Linked DNA regions of Cyprinus carpio: region 1 is linked to region 2. A link is a contact called in public Hi-C data. All regions are on one chromosome and are shown on one strand. Each heading gives the region's core, a stretch centred on a gene start, on an enhancer-like site or on the middle of the called end of the contact. The rest is flanking DNA. Distances are from core to core; before and after follow the strand shown.

Region 1 (5,365 bases), core at 1,157-3,656, 63 kb before region 2:
CTTGAAAAGAAAACCTGAAGTATTTTGGTATGATCTTTTTATTTCTTCGACAGTGAAATTTTAAAACATTTTCAATGTTGGAAAAACTTTTGTCCACCAAATCCAAGCCACGTGATACAGCCAACATTATCTTACAGACAAGAACCCTTTATTATATTAAGAATAATTATTATTATACAAATAATGAATAATTCTTAATAATTGCACAAAAAACAATGAACAGTGATTGATATTATAAATGATTATATAGATGGAATAAAAGTTATTTATAATTAATAATAATAATTATATTAATATAAATTAAATAAATGCATATAAATAATAATATATAATTAATATTAATTAAATAATTGTTTATTTATATTATGAATTCATTATATTTGTAAAAATATGTTTTACCTGCAAAAACATTTATTATTAATATGTGCAAACACATGTATGCAAGGTGTAATAGAAATAAGAATTAAATTGTAGCTTATATTGAAAACATAGAATTCTGCATAGTATAGAAGCATGTAGAAACAAGTGTTTTAAACTGATTCTGGATGATGATCTTATTTCTGGTTTAATTTGTGATAATGACCTGCTGACTGTACATGTGTTGTGTTTTAAGGCGGGGCCTGGGTGTGACCCGAGGAACACCTGGAGACGTGGAGGGAGCAGGTGACACACCTGAGCACACACGTGTTCCTGAAGCTGCGGTTCGAGGAGGATCTGTGTGTACTGCGTCCTGAAACCTCAGGAACGAACCTCTCTTCTGAAACATGAATTATTTGTGACAGGAATGAAAGGACTTGGTTTAAGATGAATGATGCGTCTCAGCAAAATCAAAAGATTGTTTTATTGCAACTAAGATTTAATCTGGGGGAAGATTAAAATGATCATATCTGATAAAACACATTGATTTTATGAATACAGAGGAATTAAACTCCACATCTCATTCTGTGCCTCCTTAAAATGAATGTCTGAATTTCTTAAGGACCAATGTAAGACATTTTTTCACGATGAATTTACAATATTATTATGACCTAAAATGTTGTTTATTGTTGAGTGCTCAACACAAAGTGTCTCAGGTTTGGTGTGACGTTCTGTTTGTAGAATTTTTTTTTTTAAATGTTCTCCTGACATTGATTATGTGTTTACAGTGCAATAAATCTACTTTAGTTCCCAATATTTGTGTTCAGCTTCTATTTGTGATGTAATATTGCGAGTACACGTGATGATGAGGTAAGCAGAACGTTTAGTTTATCGCCTAAATGATTATTTAAGTAAGTTAATAAGACAAAATAACTCATTAAAATGCAACACAAAGCTAGCTGAGATAAAGCCCTTCACATGCATTTTAAAAAAGATATATATTACAAAAGCTTGAACCTTTCAAATAGTGTTTTTAGAGCAATGCAATGCTAAATAAGCCAGTATTTCATGTGCTTTTGGCTTGATAAACTTTCCCTTTAAAACACATTTATAAAAACAATTGAGTTTAAAAATAAATAAACGCTTTCTGATGGAAATGAGAAGCACATTTCTGGCAAAGCAATGGAGTGACAATTGCAAATAATAAATATAGATTTCTTTATAGTCAAGTTCATTTTTAAAAAGTGCATTAAATTTAGTTATTTAGTTTAACAATTTATTTTTACAGATTTTTTAAAAAATAAAAAAACATTTATAGTTTATAGATAATACATAATATTAATGAACTCACTATTAATAATTAATATTAATACTTAAGATTAACAATTAATTTTGTTTGTAATAATACATCTATGCACTGGAGAAAGAAAATATGTTTTTATTGGTACCTTATTTAAAAATGCATTTATGATCAATAAGTTAATTGTTAGAAGTGTATTTGATTTCGCTTTATTCAGGTTAAACTATAGTTTTCGGTATTTTTAATTTCATTTAATTTCTTTAATAAGATTTACAGCATGAAAATGTTCCAAAAGCACGTTTCACGTGTGATCTGAACACATATGCGGTGTTTCTGTAAGAGTGTTTGAATAAGAGCTGGCTTCTAAACGAACACACAGCTTCACAGAAACAGAGGAAAAGAAATCGGCACGACAGAAAAGTCGAAATAGGCGGGGCTTTGGAGAAAAACTCTCGTGTCGCCACGTGTCTCTTGTTACTTTTCTCCGCGTTGTTCAGAGCGGACCAATCAGAGCCGTCCGCGATTACTGGCTCATGCTTTTACTTCATATACTTTTATTACGCGGATTCGTATTTAGCATTCAAATGCTTGCAATCGTGCAATTATCTATATTTTATTACTTATATTTTTAGTATATATTTATATTTGGTACTTATATGTAAACCAAGCCCGAAAGAGTCGGGGCCTCCGCGCGCCCCCTAGAGGAAAACACCTCGTTTGCAGTAATGCATGTTTTGTGCAGCGGTGTTCGCCTCCCAGTGACGCGCCGCGAGCTTCATCACCGTGGCCACGTCGCGCTGCTCTCGCCATCTTTCAGTCGGGAACAGCCGTGTGTACTGCGCGGGGGGCGGAAGACCAGCACTCGCACGCGCCGCAGACCCTGCACCGGAGCCCAAGAAACATGAACATCTTCAGACTGACGGGGGACCTGTCCCACTTAGCAGCCATCATCATCCTCCTGCTGAAGATCTGGAAGACCAGGTCGTGTGCGGGTGAGTCACCACGCGCACTATCTAGGGCTGTTTTTGAGTGTGCGAACTTCACACCTGGTGAGAGTGTGTGTGCGCGCGTTGTAAACTCATGCACTAGGCCTCGTGTGAGTGTAATGTGTGAATGCACGGTTGTTATGTGAGCTGAACTCAAAGAATGCTGGGAAGCCTGTTTAGCTCCATGTAGACTGTAGATAACTCTGATCTCTGACGTGGCAGCAGGATCTCATCACAACATTATTTGTTTTACACTCTTGTGCATGCTCTGCTGGGCGTTCTTGATGTGTTTAAAGCGAACTGAAAGCTTCAGAGACAGAACTGTGTTGAAATGCATGTTGTTGTTTCTGTCTGTTCTTCAGGAATCTCTGGGAAGAGTCAGATTCTCTTCGCCTTGGTGTTCACCAGCCGCTATCTGGACCTTCTCACTTCCTTCATTTCCTTGTACAACAGCACCATGAAGGTGAAGCGGCGCTGATTAAAGCTCAAAGCATGCACATATACATGCCTTGTTTTCACCAGACCTGTCATCGAGGCAAAATAACAGACCACTGATCAGTTAAAAGACCACCAGAGTTTGTTTACTCTAGAATACAGATGTGCATGAACTCCACCGGCCTGAAAAAACACAAACACAGAGGAAACAATGAGTGTAATCTGATTTTAATTTAAAAGAATGTTCTGTATTCTGATTCTATAACATATTCTTTAATGTTTTGTATTTTAGACGGGTTGTCATGGTGTCAGACAATATTCATCTCTAAAATATGCACAGTTTTTAGATAAAATAATTAAAATAATACAAATATTATAATCAATGCATAATGTTTCCTATTAACAGTGTTTGTTAAAAGTGAAATTTTTACAAATCCAATGCATGGTGTTGCATACACACACAGACACACACACACACACACACACCATACATTGGATTTGTAAATATAAATATATGCCCTCTACTAATATTGGCACCTGTGGTAAATATGAGCAAAGGTAGCAGTGAAAATAAATCTGCATTGTTTATCTTTTTAATCTTTGGTTCAAAAAATTCATAAAATTGTAACCTATCGTTGAAGAAAAATAATTGAAAGTGGGGGGAACTCACATTATGAAATAAATGTTTTTCTCCAATGCATGTTGGCCACAATTATTGGCACCCCTAGAAATTCTTATGAGTAAAAGATCTCTAAAGTGTATATCCAATTCATATTTACAATTTTATTTTAGTACACCGGGGTGACTAAGAGCATTGTCCAGCCATGACTTCCTGTTCCACAGGATTATTAATATGAGGGAAACAAAGGCCAAATGTCATTAATCATCCATCACAAGGAGTAAAACCAAAGAGTATAGTTCTTCTGATGTGCAGAACAAGATTCCTGAGCTTCACAACATAGAAAGTGTCTGTAAGAAAAGAGCTAAAGCATTGAAAATCCCCGTTTCCTCCATCAGGGCAATAATTAAGATATTACAAATCTGCCTGGAAGAGGACGTGTGTGTATCCTCCTCTTCTTATAATCGCCTGTGGTGGGATCTTCCATCAGGACAGTGATCAAAACAAACATCAAAATCAATACAGAAACTGTCCGTCCCAGTTCCCCGACCTGATGATGCAATAACTGGGGGCCGATAATTGTGACTAACATGAACTAGAGAAGAACATCTGTGACCCTGGAGCACAAAACCAGTCATGAGGGTCAGTTTTATGAAACAGAGATTCATGCATCATCTGAAAGCTTGAATAAATAATCTCCGAATTGATGTATGGTTTGTTAGGAGGACAATATTTGTCTGAGATACAACTATTTGAAAATCTGAGGGAGCAAAAAAATCTAAATATTGAGAAAATCATCTTTAAAGTTGTTCAAATGAAGTTCTTAGCAATGCATATTACTAATCAAAAATTAAGTTTTGATATATTTACGGTAAGAAACTTACAAAATATCTTCGTGGAACATGATCTTTACTTAATATCCTAATGATTTTTGTCATAAAAGAGAAATATTGTGACTCATACAATGTATTGTTGTCTATTGTTACAAATATACCTGTGCTACTGATGACTGCTTCTGTGCTGCAGGGACACAGATATATTTCATAATGAGTTTAACCTCAACAAACGGTTAGAATTTAGTGAATTTTTGGAATGGAAGCTCAAAAAGATATGTTTTATGTTTAGATATTTCCTGTGATGGTCATTTTTTACTTTTTAGTTCCCGTGATTTTTGAGTGTGTTCATATAAAAGTCACCAACTTTTGTATCATTCAGACGAAGTACACAAAACTCAAAGGGACTTTTTTGTGTCATGTTTCCGTGCAGGTCATCTATATCGCATGTGCGTATGCCACGGTTTACCTGATATACGTCAAGTTCAAGGCCACGTATGATGGCAACCACGACACGTTCAGGGTGGAGTTCCTGGTGGTTCCAGTCGGCGGTCTGGCCTTCCTCGTCAACCATGACTTCTCTCTTCTGGAGGTTAGACAGCAAATCCATACATGCATTCATTAAAGCAATCAGCCCTGAGAAGATGTGAATTTATAATAAATTCACTGTAAACACACGAGGCCTATTGCTTTCATAAAATGGTTATTCCATAAGCATAGTAAGGTTTCACAAAATAAAACAGAGCAAATAAAGTGTATGATATTAATAAAAACAGCATTCTTCCACCAAACAATGTAGTTCCTCAGAAACAGTTGTGGTTGCAACAAACACACA
Region 2 (5,356 bases), core at 1,230-3,729:
AATCAAATGTAGGCATAAAACATGAACAGTTCAATTAATCTGAAGACGGATTTAGTTAATAACAGAGCCACGGTGTCTTATTCTAATAGAACTATTGATCAAATGTGAGAATCAGACATAAAAGATGATGCATGCATTTAATAAGGTTAGAACAAATCAAGACACAAATGTTTAAAAGTTTGACCCAAAACTGAGAATCGTGAAGCCTGTGTTAAACATAAACGTCTGTGGTGTTGTTGTGTGTTGCAGGAGTGGAGGCGTCTGATTCTCCGGAGCTGGTGAAGTCTGTGCTGGTCGTGAGCGGAGGAGAGGGCTACATTGACTTCAGGATGGGTGAGTGAGACGTGTCCCGGAGCCTCGCTCCTGTTAGAAGCAGCTGATCACTCACGCGCCTCTCGTCCTTCACAGGAGATGAAGGAGGAGACGCAGAAAACATGGACGAGCCCACCCTCACCCTGCAGCCCCTCCTGGCCAAAGCTGAGCGCAGCCACCTCATCGTGTGGCAGGTCATGACCGGAGACGAGTGACGCTTCGGACCTCCAGCAGTCGTGCTCTTATGAACTCTGCTTTTGCCCGTCATCTTCGGCAAGTGCTTCCTTTAGCAGAACAGATGGCAAATAAAGGGCGATTCTGTATTTTTGGGTGAAAGCACTTAACTAGAAGAGCTTTTGTGTTTGTTTGTGGGATGTTTTCACTGATAAGCGCTCTTTCAATCCTTCCAGATAAATCATCCACTTTTTTCATATGAATGTCGCACGGTTACCAAAGGACAGAGGAAATAATTTCATATCTTCACTGATGGATCACTTTGTGTCACGCAGATCCACGTCACGTTTTGCTCTTTCGCCTCTTTTTTAACACTAGAGCAGGTTTCGCAGGAAATAGCGCGTCGAGACAAACGCATATTTTTATGACTCTTTTGTACACGTCTTTTAGACTCTAGTGTGTGACGCTTTCACGCCGAGCTGCAGAGACAACTTCCTTAGCGGTATTTATTTCTATGAGCGAGCCTTTGCTGTTCGGAATGTAACTTTGTACATTGAATATAAATATATATGAAATACAGATATGTATATGAAATGTAGACTGCTTGGATTTGAGTTTTTGATGATGTAAATCTGATTGATTGATTGATTGATTGATTGATTGATTGATTGATTGATTGTGGATCAAAATAACGGACTACAGAAATGTAAAAAAAAAATCACTATGCACTATTTTTAAAGGACAGTGAGTGAGTGTGTGTGTGTGTTGTGTTTAGATGAGTGTGTTATGCCAGCATTTTGTGGACCGGAGGAGTGCACCGTCCCATAATCCTCCAGGTTTGTGCACTTCCTGTCTGTAAGAATGGCGTGGACATCACCCAGTATCCTCTGTTAGACTGTCATCTCTTCAGTATCTTCATCTCCTCCTGAATCATCTTAGCCTTATACTTTTTATTAATCTATTAAACTCAGTTTTTGGGGAACATGTTGTGTTTTTGCTGTTGTTATTATCACAAGCAATTTTACAAGACTATTTTCAAATGCACTCTTTTAATGATAAAATGTACATGAAGTTGGTCTCTTTCTGGGAAGCAACCAAAAAACAAACTAATTGTTAATAAAGCCAAGCAGACGTTCTAAAGTAGATCTCTACATTAAATGATTTGCAATGAACAGACTGTTTAATGTAAACTAAGATTTATTTGAGGATGTTTTGCTTTGCTTTAACAGTTTGTTTTTGAACGAACGAACGAACCATTTGAATCATTCACTCAACTGATTCATCCGAAACTGATTCATAACCATTAGGATGAGGGTTTGATTTAGGATAGATTGCATGTAATTATGCTTAATTTATTGTCATCACTGTAGTGAATACATGTAACGGACACCATAAAATAAAGCCATAAAATATTTTAAATATGCAAATGATGCATTATCTAATTAAACATGCACTAATTTGCATATATTTCCAGAAAAGAAATCTGAACATCAGTTTATTGACATATTAAAAGATTTTTAGAGAATTGATTTTTATCACATCATAAATACATTCTCACCATTTGTTTTGTAATAAACTGTTATATAAACCAGTGATATATGAACAAACCCCTCAAAAACACTTAGACAAGAATATAGACAGGAGTAAAACTATAGGAGATTTCTGAAAGATGTGTATTCTACGGATGCAAAGAGAGAACACTTTCGGAGGTTTTCATTTCCACTAGTCTGAAAGAAGACATGTTATGGAAGTAAATGGTTTCTTGCCTAAAATGTCTAAATACATTTTAGTATGCATATATCTGATGTTGTAGATCTGGCCACAGGAGAGCAGCAGCATGCCACTTCATTCCTGCCATAGAAGAGACATTCAGTGAAGGAGCTGCTCCTCCCCCTCCTGTGATTGGCTGCCGCTGGTGCATGCAGTATCCTCCCCCTCCTGTGATTGGCTGCCGCTGGTGCACGCAGTATCCTCCCCCTCCTGTGATTGGCTGCCGCTGGTGCATGCAGCACATGTTCTGACACAACACATTACTGAACTTCTGAATCAGCACACAGACATTCAGTAACCATGAGGGGAGCTCTGATCTGAACCTTGAGCACTTCTGAGATGCCTCACATGCACTGAGTCTCTCTCATGTCTGTCTCCCCAGCAGAAATCACTGCAGCCCACACAGTGAGGAGCTCTTCTGGTCAGGTGACACGTGTGGAGCTCATCAAACATTCATGCTGCTTATGTAACCCATCCAGCTGGTGTATCCAGGGAGGTTTCCAGGGTTTAGGGAGCGTAATTGCCCGACGCAGTGAGGATGCCTGGGGCTCCTGGACGCTCCCGTGAGGTGTGAAGACTTTCTATATTAGGACAGTTATACATGGAGTGACTGTGTCGTTCTCTTTATAAAGTCACACATCTATCAAATCCAGCAATTTCAATTCATTCCCTTGCGCCAAAACAAATAAGCCCCCAGATTTGAGTCTTAGAGCTTTGGCAGATTTATATTGGATTGAGTTTTCATCATTTGGAGCGTTTCTGCCGCTGTGAAGGAGCCTGGTGATATTTGCATTATTGGGATTTAGATGTTACACAATGCAGCATCCTGGCGGTGCATGCCTGTCTGTAAACACTCCCCACTGGTGTATAATGTATAAACCAAAGCTGACTGTAATTGGCCATCAGAGACTGAAAGTAATTAGTCTTATGGAGAACGAAGGCGGTCACTTTTATTTCTGTCTTGCAGAGATCTGTTGGATTCCCATTGTGTAAAAAGTAGGTTTCTCTAAAAAAAAAAAATGCATATATCATGCAATGCGTTCATGGACTTTTTATTAAAAACCATTAAAAATCTATATTTTGGGGAAAAAAAGTAATTATATGACTGAATAAGAAAATGGCATTTACATTTGTCATCAGGTTTAATCACTATTTTGCCTTCACTAGTTTTGAATGATTCTGTAATGACAACTACATTTTTACAAGTAAAAATATTCCATGGAGTTGCTCTATTCTATTTTGTTGTAAAGGTGCATGCATATTATTATTATTATTATTATTATTATTATCATCATTGTGCATGCCCCTACTAATAATACCATCACTAAACATTTAACCTTGTAAATTATTTATTATTATTATTATTATTTTGCATGAATCTTTTATGATGCTATTGTATATTTAGACTTGTAAATTATTAATATATTATTATTGTTGTTGTTGTTGTTACTGTGCATGCTTTTTTATGATGCCTCTGAATATATATACTTTTAAATTATTCATGTTATTATTATTATTATTTAGTATATGGAAGAAATGTTCAAGATTAGAGTATAGCATGTCACATCATAGAACATGACAGCTTTTTATGAACTGTTTTCATATTTCATGTTAACCATCCAATTATAAAAAATGTCAATCTACAGTTTCTCTAGTGCAGGGAATGAAATGTATTCACACGATGCAGTTTTAGAACAGCACGTCATATGATAACAAAGCTGAATGCGAATTCGTTTTCATTTCCTTTGACTCTTTATAAATATTTATGCTATCAAATCTCTTATCAGGATATTGCAGACAGCAGCGGATTCTACTTTGGATGGCATGCGTTGTTCAGAGACTGATTTTGTGTATTTGTCAGCAGCGGTGGAGAGATGATGCTAGGGCTAACATCAGGCCTCTCTATCGCTGACTGATGTTTAGCTGCTGGTAGGAAGCATCCTGTAGCATCTGATGACTGAGGCCTTTATACACGATGGCAGACGGCTCTTGTGTCCGGTAATGCGATGTCAGTTCTTCACATCTGCCATGCTGGATCAAAGGAGAAGTCTGTGCGGTCCGGCCGTTCACTCGCTCTCAGCACTTCTGACTGCTTGTGCTCAAATAAAGAGGAGCCCAAATTAGCCCGACTCCAGCAGGAACATGTGCGAGAGAGAGAGAGAGAGAGAGAGAGAATACTGTCTGCATTAGAAGATGCTTACTTTCACCTTTCAGACATTTTTCACACATTTTCACCTTTTCCTTCTGCATTCATCTAAAAAAAAAAAAATCCCATGCATAAACTAAAGTTATGATTTTATGTTTCTGAAAAAAGTCTCTTCTGTTAAGCAAGGCTGCATTTATTTGATGAAAAATACAGTAAAAATTGTGAAATATTATTAGAATGTAAAACAGCTGTTTTCTATGTGAATCTCTGTTAAACTGTAATTTATTTCTGTGATGCGCAGCTGTATTTTCAGCATCATTACTCCAGTCTTCAGTGTCACATGATCTTCAGAAATCAATCTAATATGATTATTTGCTGCTCAAGAAACATTTCTGATTATTATCAATGTTGATAACAGTTGTGCTGCATAATATTTTTGTGGAAACCGTGATACATTTTATTTTTCAGGATTCACAGATGAATAGAAAGTTCAAAAGAAGAGCATTTATTGAAATGTATATATTTTGTCACATTATAAAAAAATCTTTACTGTCACTTTTGAACAATTTAATGCATCCTTGATAAGTTTTTTTTTTTTTTTACTTGAGCAGCAAATCATCATATTAGAATGATTTCTGAAGATCATGTGACACTGAAGACTGGAGTAATGATGCTGAAAATACAGCTGCGCATCACAGAAATACATTACAGTTTAACAGAGATTCACACAGAAAACACTTATTTTTTATTCCCTAATAAACAAAAAATACTACTTTAAAAAACATCAAAAAAAATCAGGCGAGCAGAAAAAAAAAAAACTTTTTAATTATTCCAAACTTTCGTGTATGTAGTGTAATAACTGCCCACATGCTTCTAACTACCCACACACGCTTTTCTGTCTTCTGACAGTTTTTTACTTTACTCCTGCAGGGTGTTCATGGACACAGTTAGACT

Evidence for each region. Hi-C and Micro-C count contacts between places; a contact is called where the count stands out from the background.
Region 1: a Hi-C map of liver shows a contact between it and region 2, with 8 times the contacts expected there. The contact joins the promoter of LOC109090948 here to the enhancer-like site in region 2. A contact is called at or near these places in 4 of 8 Hi-C or Micro-C datasets (liver and skeletal muscle).

Annotation. Positions count from the first base shown.
Region 1 is chrA12:721,850-727,214 of ASM1834038v1, reverse strand. LOC109090948 (ER lumen protein-retaining receptor 2-like) reads left to right here and starts at 2,406. Exons shown (of 5, transcript XM_019104786.2): 1 at 2,406-2,649; 2 at 3,006-3,106; 3 at 4,964-5,122. The coding sequence starts at 2,559.
Region 2 is chrA12:658,499-663,854 of ASM1834038v1, reverse strand. LOC109090821 (C-Jun-amino-terminal kinase-interacting protein 4-like) reads left to right here. Exons shown (of 31, transcript XM_042767073.1): 30 at 250-333; 31 at 409-767. The coding sequence ends at 527. It overlaps LOC122146935 (a long non-coding RNA gene), which reads right to left. Exons shown (of 2, transcript XR_006161280.1): 2 at 3,764-4,385. Among protein-coding and RNA genes, the nearest start is that of LOC122146935, 5.0 kb to the right of the region's middle. Within about 2 kb of position 2,479, at least 6 of the 8 cell types and tissues checked have an H3K27ac peak or open chromatin away from gene starts, as enhancers often do. A contact at or near this core is called in liver and skeletal muscle, where this site is marked.